Linked DNA regions of Mus musculus: region 1 is linked to region 2. The links are chromatin contacts, called in public Hi-C maps. All regions are on one chromosome and are shown on one strand. Each heading gives the region's core, a stretch centred on a gene start, on an enhancer-like site or on the middle of the called end of the contact. The rest is flanking DNA. Distances are from core to core; before and after follow the strand shown. Region 1 overlaps Itgb5 (integrin beta 5). Region 2 overlaps Heg1 (heart development protein with EGF-like domains 1).

Region 1 (3,960 bases), core at 1,161-3,660, 200 kb after region 2:
AGTGGAGATTAAAGGGGTACGGCGGCACCACCCAGTATCATGTCTCATAAAATGAATAATGCACCTGCCTCGTGGGTTACTGTGAGAATGGATGGAGCCGACGGCACCACAGTCAGTGCCAGGTGTGAATACAAGTGAGAACACTTGAGTACCCGTGAGGGCTGAGGCTCCAAAGCCTTCCCTCGCTACCCCCAACCCACCCCCAAATGCGGGGCCTCAGGGTCAGAGCTGGAAGTCAACATCTTGCTAGGACTCAGGAAGTGTGGCCGGCTGGCTCGGTTTTGCTTGGGCCTGTAACAAATCACCATATGTTTTATGCATTCAAGCTGTCGGGAGGTCAGAAAGTCCAAGTTTGTTTCCTCTGGCTGAAGTCAGGGTGCCTACGAGTTGTACTCCCTCACATCCCTGGAGGTGCTAGGTCTCCCCAGTTGCTCCCTTAGAGCAAAGTTTCCTTGCATTTCTTGGTTAGCTTGCAAGCCAGCTGCAGAGTGTCTTGCTTCTGATGTCCCCTAGCCTCCTTCTGTAGTCATCCCCAAGCCCCTGGGGGTTCTGTTGTATGAACCTTGTAGGTAGATTTGGGGCCCAATCGGACCGTCCAGAAGAGGCTGCTCTGCCTAATCTCATTGGTAGCTTTGCCTCCCGATATTCAGTTTCTGGTGTGGACATATTGGGAGACTATTTTCACACATCTATTGAATCAGGAAGCTTTTCTGGTTTTGTGCCACGGCTTGGCCAGGGACTGGACCATTTAATAGCAACAGTCTATACCCTGCCAGGTCACGTGGATTATCCTGTGGTCTCATCAGGCCCTTGCTATGTCTCAGTCTCTGTAGGATTCCTCTCCCTGGCACATGGCAGGCACTGGGGGGGGGGTAGGGGGAGGATGTGTCTATCATATTGAAAGACCATCAGGTCCTGACTGATGCATGTTTGTGTCCTTTCAGGCCATGGAGAGTGTCACTGTGGAGAATGCAAATGCCACGCAGGTTACATTGGGGACAATTGTAACTGCTCAACAGACGTCAGCACATGCAGGGCCAAGGATGGGCAGATCTGCAGTGACCGAGGCCGTTGTGTCTGTGGGCAGTGCCAGTGCACAGAGCCTGGAGCCTTTGGGGAGACGTGTGAGAAGTGCCCAACCTGCCCGGATGCTTGCAGCTCTAAGAGGTAAGGGCCTGCTCTTCCACCCTCAAGCCCAGGTCTGTCTTTCATCAGGCAGCCCTCCCTAGACAGCCTCTTGTGCTTGCTGCCTAGCCTCTCCCAGTTATATACAGCCTGACTGCCGAACAGAACTTGTACTAACATTCGCCAAAGCACTAGCTATGAAATGTTGTCATTTGGTGGTTGTGGGGAGGAAGAGAGGATCGGCAAAGTTAAAATAGTCCACCAAAAAGGGACATCACTGATCCAGTCTGAGCAAGTTTAGAGATTTTGGAGTGACAGCAGGGAATGAGACAGACCTGGTGCTGGGTCCAGATGAAACAGCACCTTCAGAGCCTTGAACATGCTATAGCTTGCTCAAAAAAAAGGGGGGGGGGGGAATGTGGTGTGCATCCTTCTCCGAGTGACTACGGTCCTCCACAGAGCATCTCCCAAACAATGCTTCATAGATCAGGCCTGTGGGAACTGCGGCATTAAACAGACTGTAATCAAAAGGCAAATAGGATGGAAAGGAGCCGACCTAGATAGGGATGCCTCTAGCGAGCGTGGGGGCTTTGGATTTTTCTGCTCTATTTATACTGATAATAGAGCGGGACGGATGTAGAGGTTGTCTGGGCTACAGACACTTTGGCTCAGCGCTGGGCCGGGTCACACAGCCTGATGACTGTCCTCCGCTTTGGAGTGCAACAAAGGTCAGTTGTAAGAGTCAAGCCACAGTGATGCCTGGAGCACAGGCATGCCTGCTGTTGGCTGTCAGAACTTGCTGGATAACAGCTGTGTCATCATTGGAGCTGAGGAGCCAGGCAGGCAGCGGGGGAAGTCAGGCACCAAGCAGAAACAAGTGGCCATACAGGCAGTGTTACTCCTTGGCGGAGGAGCACAAGTGTGTGATTTTCTTTTGGCAGATTTCCCCCTGCAAATGTCTGGCCAGGCTGATAATGAAGTGAGCCGATGCGCGCAGAGCCTGCAGTTGTGGCTGGTCAGCTGTGCTTTTGAGCACTCTGAATGGCCTGACCCTCCCTGGCCATGTGCCACAGAAAACCCTGGGCTCGGGCAGCAGAACCTACCTTCAGATCGAGAGACAAGATAGGCAGGGAGTGGCCAGGCACCATGCCTGTGTGACTGGAATCACAGCCCTAGTCAGCAGGTTGTGGCCAAGGGTCTTCCCCACCCCCAAGGGTCTCCAGCCCCCAAGGCTTCCAGCCAGTGTTGCTCCCTTCTGCTGCTCAGGGCACATGAGGCTCATGCGAGTGAGCGGAGCTAGGGGAGCACACTGGAGTCAGTAAGAGAGGAAGCCTCCCCTACCTTCCTGTGGGGTTGTCTTGGGCAGTTAAAAGGCCTCAGGGAAAGGCAAGCGTTAGGAAGGCCCAGAGATAGGGACTGGCCCTTCTCATCTATCCCTGGACCACACTGACCTCTCTCTCATGGTCTAATGTAAACTTGTTTCTTTTTCCTCTTCCTTCTCTTTCTCTTTACCTACCTTCCTCCCTCCCTCCCCTTTTTTCCTAAGTTCTTTTGACCATGGAATCTTAGGCCATTTTCCTACTGTTTTCTGAGAGGTTTTGACCACTTTCTTTGGTCGTTCATCCCTCAAGTTCTAGAACTAACCAAACACACCCTTCACTTCGGTGAGGTCACACCCGGCTCCAGCTGATTTTAGTTAACATGCCTTGAACAAAAATCTCTGTGAGCGAGCGGAGCGGCTTTTTGTGTAAAGGGTCAGACGTGCTTGCCTATGTAACTACAGTGCGTTCTCAGCTTTCCCCCAGCACAGGGGGCTCAGCTCTAGGCTGCTGTATCCATGTGGGTTGGTGGAGGGTGTCCTAGAGGTGACCTGGAGTTGTGATGCAGCAGCGTGTCTGAGGGAAGCTGTGGATTCCAGCCAGCCGGAAGCAGGCATCCTGTGTCAATCGGAAGGTCCAGCAAGCATGAATGACCAGAGATGGGACCACCCCTTCCTGGCCGCTGGCCAAGCCTGCCTACCCTGAGGGGAGGGGCGGGGGGAGAAGGGACCATACAAGATGGGAGATAGTTATGAGCCGTACTGCCTAGCTGCAACTCTATGGAGTATCTGCGTAAGATCAGCCCAGGAGAGGAGGATTTGCCACCAGCTCTGGAACAGCTAGACTCCTAAGCATATCAGTGTCCTCTTGAGAAAGTCGTGGCCCTCTCTCTTCATGATCTACCCACTGTCCAGTCCTTGTTGGTGTCCAGAAGGTGGTTCAGAGCATGTCTGGGAGGCAAGACTCCAGGAGGGGCCCTGATCTGCTTCTCCTAGGCCTTTCCTCTGGAAAGTAGCTCTACTGTGATGGCGCTCCCTCCTGCCCCGAGGTCAAGGTGCCCAGCTCCTGTTTTGATCCCCCATCGGTTTTGTGGGGATACCCATCACTTTAGTGTTAGGGTACCTTCCCTGCTTAACCCCCTCTCATGTCTTTAGACCTCTGAGTGCCACTTTCCCAGAGTCCCCTGTGTTGCTTGACACTACTAACTCTGCCCTGAAGTTTGCTTGTCCCACGGCACAACCCTGGTCTTCCCAAGGAGGCAGGGACCTTTTCTCTCTTACAGATTTTTTTGGGGGGAGGGGGTGAGACAGGGTTTCTCTGTGTAGTCCTGGCTGTCCTGGAACTCACTCTGTAGACCAGGCTGGCCTCGAACTCAGAAATCCACCTGCCTCTGCCTCCCAAATGCTGGGATTAAAAGCGTGCGCCGCCACCACCCGGTTTCTTACAGATTTTAACAGCAGCTTTGGTGGTTTCTTTTTGTTTCCTTGTGTTTCCTAGAGAAGGTCTCTGTTATAAG
Region 2 (3,678 bases), core at 55-2,554:
TGGTGGCGATAGAAACTACCTATTTTATCCTGAAAATAGGAAATTGTTTCTTGGCTCAAGGATTTTGTCTGACAACCGGGTTCTTCATTTCAGCTAAACGTGTGTTTTTCAACATTGCCCGGTTATATCCGAACTACAGCCCATGTGTCTAGGTGAGAAACAGAATTTCTTTTGCTTATGATCTGATCTGTGGAATTGGGGGGGGGTGTGTGTGTGTGTGTGTGAAGTGGTACTGTTCCCAAATGAGTGATCAAAATAAAGCCAGTCTCTGTTTTACAGCCAATACACCGGGTAACCCAAGACCACGGTCTCTGGGCCTTTATACTCTCCTATTTTTTCTGTGGAGAATGGCAGTAACATGTACTTTGCAAGCTACCTGGAACCCACATGTCATTTCAAGTCAGTTAAGGCCTTGCTAACTTTGCCCACAGGGAGCCCAGTACAGTTTTCATCTCACTGAAAACCACCTTTGCCCTGGCCTCCAATGTGACACTGTTTGACCTGGCAGACAGGATCCAGAAATATGTCAACTCCTGCAGGTCCTCTGCTGAAGTCTGCCAGCTCTTGGGGTCTCAGAGGCGGGTCTTTCGAGGTAAGATGGGAGTCCTCTAGGGGGGGAAACCTGCTCTTGCAGGTAGGCATAGACTTAGAGATGGGAGGTTTGGGGACTCAGGCCCAGAAAAGCTCCTTCACAGAGCTTGTCTTTAGAAGTTATAAGCACAAGCCTTCATGACACTCAGTGCACACATCTGTCTACACATGGCCTTTTACAGCATCAGCTCCTTGGTATCTGGCTCCTTCTTTTCTTCTATACAGTGCCAGGGTGAGAGGAAGATATTACAGGAGCTGAAGGAACCAAAAGCTGTTACTCCCGCTTCCTGGGGAGACAGAAAGTGACATATAGAGTCTGTCAAGTTGCCAATGATCCAACAATCTTTATATGGTGATGACTAAGAAAAAACAAAGAGCTATGCTCATGCAGTATTACCTATCTTTTGTTTGTTTTCTATCATAAAACCATAGAATGACTAAGAGGGAGCATGGCAGGATGCTCCCAGGAGTGCCGTAATGACAGGACTCTCCCTTCCTTTGTTCTTGTTTGGTCGGAGGCTCTTGCCCTGTGTTGGGGTAAGGCCAATGAGAAAGGTGACTCAGGACAAGTCTGGAAGACAGACTTGCGTCTTTCAGGGATAGTTTTATAGCTGGGAGAAGAACACTTTGCTGGAATGAGAACCGCCCCTAGACACAGTGGGCTAGTCCCTCTTGGTGATCAAAGTGTACTCTGGTTAGCTCATTGGACCAGTGGTTGAGGTCTGGCAAAGGAAGGAGAGCTTAGGCTAAGTCTCCCCCATCTGGCATCCAGATGTTAGACATAAATTGAAGGTATCAGGTTTTGGTGCCATATCCGCTGGTTAGTCTAGGCCATTCCCAGTGGGTCAGGATGTTGTAACTGCTGGTCCAGAGCTTTCCTCGAGTGAACAGTTGCACTGCAGAGCTTGGGAGCTGATGCTTTCACCCTGAGATAGGCTCTGGGGGGCTGGCTACTTAGTAACTGGGGGGAAATGAGCTGAACATAACAGAGTTGGAGTGTTTTTGTTCAAAGTTCATGCCCTGTTCTAGGGTGCTGGATACTTTGAGGCTCTCTGGTTGTATGGTTTTGTTTCTCATGCCCAGGGCTCCAGGGTACTATTTTTCCTCCCAGTGAGGTAGGCACCCTTCAGTTTGCTAACCATTTCTAGACTGCATTTGGCGTGGTCAGCATTGGACCAAGGTACTTTTCTGTTGCCAGCTTGTGCATCTGTGCTTTGCAGATCAAGTTGGCAAGATTGTGTGGATGCGCAAGAGCCTGCCCTAGCAGGAGTGCTCGCTCACCCAGCTGCTTTGCTTGGACTGCCCCCATGTGGCCTATAGAAAGACTCTTGTCCCCATGAGGAGGCCATCCTCACTGTGTTCCCTTCCAGTCCCTTGAGCATAAAGACAGCCATGCCTAGTAGCCAAAATTGGACTCACATCTGTTTTTCCTCCAGATCTTCTCTAGGTTTTGCCAAAGGATCCAGCTCTGGCTCTTGGTAATTTTTCTGGAGCTAGAGAGGAGGCTAGACCAGCAGGTGCTGCACACCTTTGGGTTTCTAGCATCCGGGCAGCACTAGGATGCTCTGGACATTGCCGCTGGCGAGAAGGGCTTTGTCCCCTCAGTTCAGAGAATGTCCATCTCCCTCCTTTCAAAGCCCTTTAGTCCTCATGGTCTCCTGGGATTTAGAGACTTTGGAAATCCCCCCTCATGGCCTCAGCCTTGGCTTACTGAGTACTCATTGTCTATCTTGACGGATGTTATGCCCAGGAAAGACCATGGGAACGGTGAATGCAGAAGACTCACATCACCAAGGATCGATTTAAGTGAGATTCTGCATGGTCCTTTTGGGTGGCTTTATGAGACACGTTCATTGAGAAAGCCACTCCTCATTGGAGGGGCGGGGCCTGCCCTCCCTGTTCAAGCAGAAATCTGGCAGCAGGCAGGAACTGGTTGCTTTTGGCAATGAATATTCGTTAGCAGCCTAGATCAGTGGGCAGGATGGAAGGAGAACTTAACATTGACTTCCAGAAAATACCCAATCAGAGTGGGATTTCCCAGCCTAGGATGGCCTGGATACTCCTTATACTTGGAGGTGTTTTTCTCTGCTAAGTCTCATTGACTGGCAAAGCCTTCAGAGAAGTCAGATGTGAGGTGCCGGAAGCTGAGTTCCTCCCTGGTGCCAGCTTTGCAAAGTTTGCCTGGTGAGATTTTTCCGTTTAAACATTTCCCCTTAAATACAAACTTTTTTTTAAAAACAATAAACAAAGGAGCCCAGATTTAACATGTCAGCTTCCACTGATAAAGGCAGGAAATTCAATTCAGCACTGGGAAATGAAGCTGTGCCCTAATTCACCCGGCTAGACAGTCAGTCTCAGTTCTCGGGACCCTCAAGAGGGATGGATGCTGGGAATTCCACACGGGGCCCATCAAGCCCTGGTGTCAGCTCCCATCACCAGAATTTGCCCAGGCAAGGGTTAATTTTGCAGAATTAACAGGCACCTTCTGAAGAGCCTGGGGCCTTTTCTTTGACAATGCCTACAAAATTAGCACCCAATTTTCATTGTACAATGCTCAGACTCTTCCCATCCCCCTGCCACTCTCCTCCTGGGTTCAACTTGCTTTTGACCCCCCAACAGCAGAAGCACACATCTGCCATGTGAGGATAAGTTATTAGCCGCTGTCATGTTGGTTTCATAGTTCTGTTCTCCCTGTGCGCCCACTGACGTGTATCTTGGGTGGTAAAATGTACTCTTCATTATCTTGGCCGTATTAAAACCTCCCAGAGGACTATGTGCCCAGCAGTGAATGCTTTTTGATACGAATAAGCTGATTCTTTATCAACCATGAGATGAATAAAGCCCCCAAATGAACACAAAACCAGCCTTAAAACTGGGTTCTTTCCTCGTCTGCCTGTTTCTCCTGGTGATGGTGTAGCGACTGATCAGGCCAGTAGGACTTCCCCACCCCCACCCCCACCCCCACCCCCACCCCCACCCCAGCACATGCTCACCTACTGGTCTCTGTGCTGCAGATCCAGTGCTGAATAAACCTTCCTAACACTGTAGTGGGGAGACAAACAGACAGACAGACAGACAGACAGACAG

The links. Hi-C and Micro-C count contacts between places; a contact is called where the count stands out from the background.
Region 1: a contact with region 2 is called in a Hi-C map of uterus, with 2.2 times the contacts expected there. The contact joins two enhancer-like sites. A contact is called at or near these places in 4 of 15 datasets of contacts at CTCF or cohesin (the G1E-ER4 cell line, large pre-B cells, pro-B cells and 1 more), 108 of 484 Hi-C or Micro-C datasets (the 3T3-L1 cell line, the 63-12 cell line, B cells and 57 more), 12 of 115 datasets of contacts at active chromatin or transcription factors (the HPC-7 cell line, acute myeloid leukemia, bone marrow-derived dendritic cells and 6 more) and 4 of 9 other capture datasets (adipose tissue, embryonic stem cells, liver and 1 more).

Annotation. Positions count from the first base shown.
Region 1 is chr16:33,939,546-33,943,505 of GRCm38.p6, forward strand. Itgb5 (integrin beta 5) reads left to right here. Exons shown (of 15, transcript NM_001145884.1): 11 at 945-1,167. Among named protein-coding and RNA genes, the nearest start is that of Umps, 26 kb to the right of the region's middle. Within about 2 kb of position 2,411, at least 92 of the 459 cell types and tissues checked have an H3K27ac peak or open chromatin away from gene starts, as enhancers often do. A contact at or near this core is called in the C2C12 cell line, cerebellar granule neurons, cerebral cortex and 4 more, where this site is marked.
Region 2 is chr16:33,738,132-33,741,809 of GRCm38.p6, forward strand. It overlaps Heg1 (heart development protein with EGF-like domains 1), which reads left to right. Exons shown (of 15, transcript NM_175256.5): 8 at 94-152; 9 at 432-592. Among named protein-coding and RNA genes, the nearest start is that of Muc13, 55 kb to the right of the region's middle. Within about 2 kb of position 1,305, at least 81 of the 459 cell types and tissues checked have an H3K27ac peak or open chromatin away from gene starts, as enhancers often do. A contact at or near this core is called in the C2C12 cell line, cerebellar granule neurons, cerebral cortex and 4 more, where this site is marked.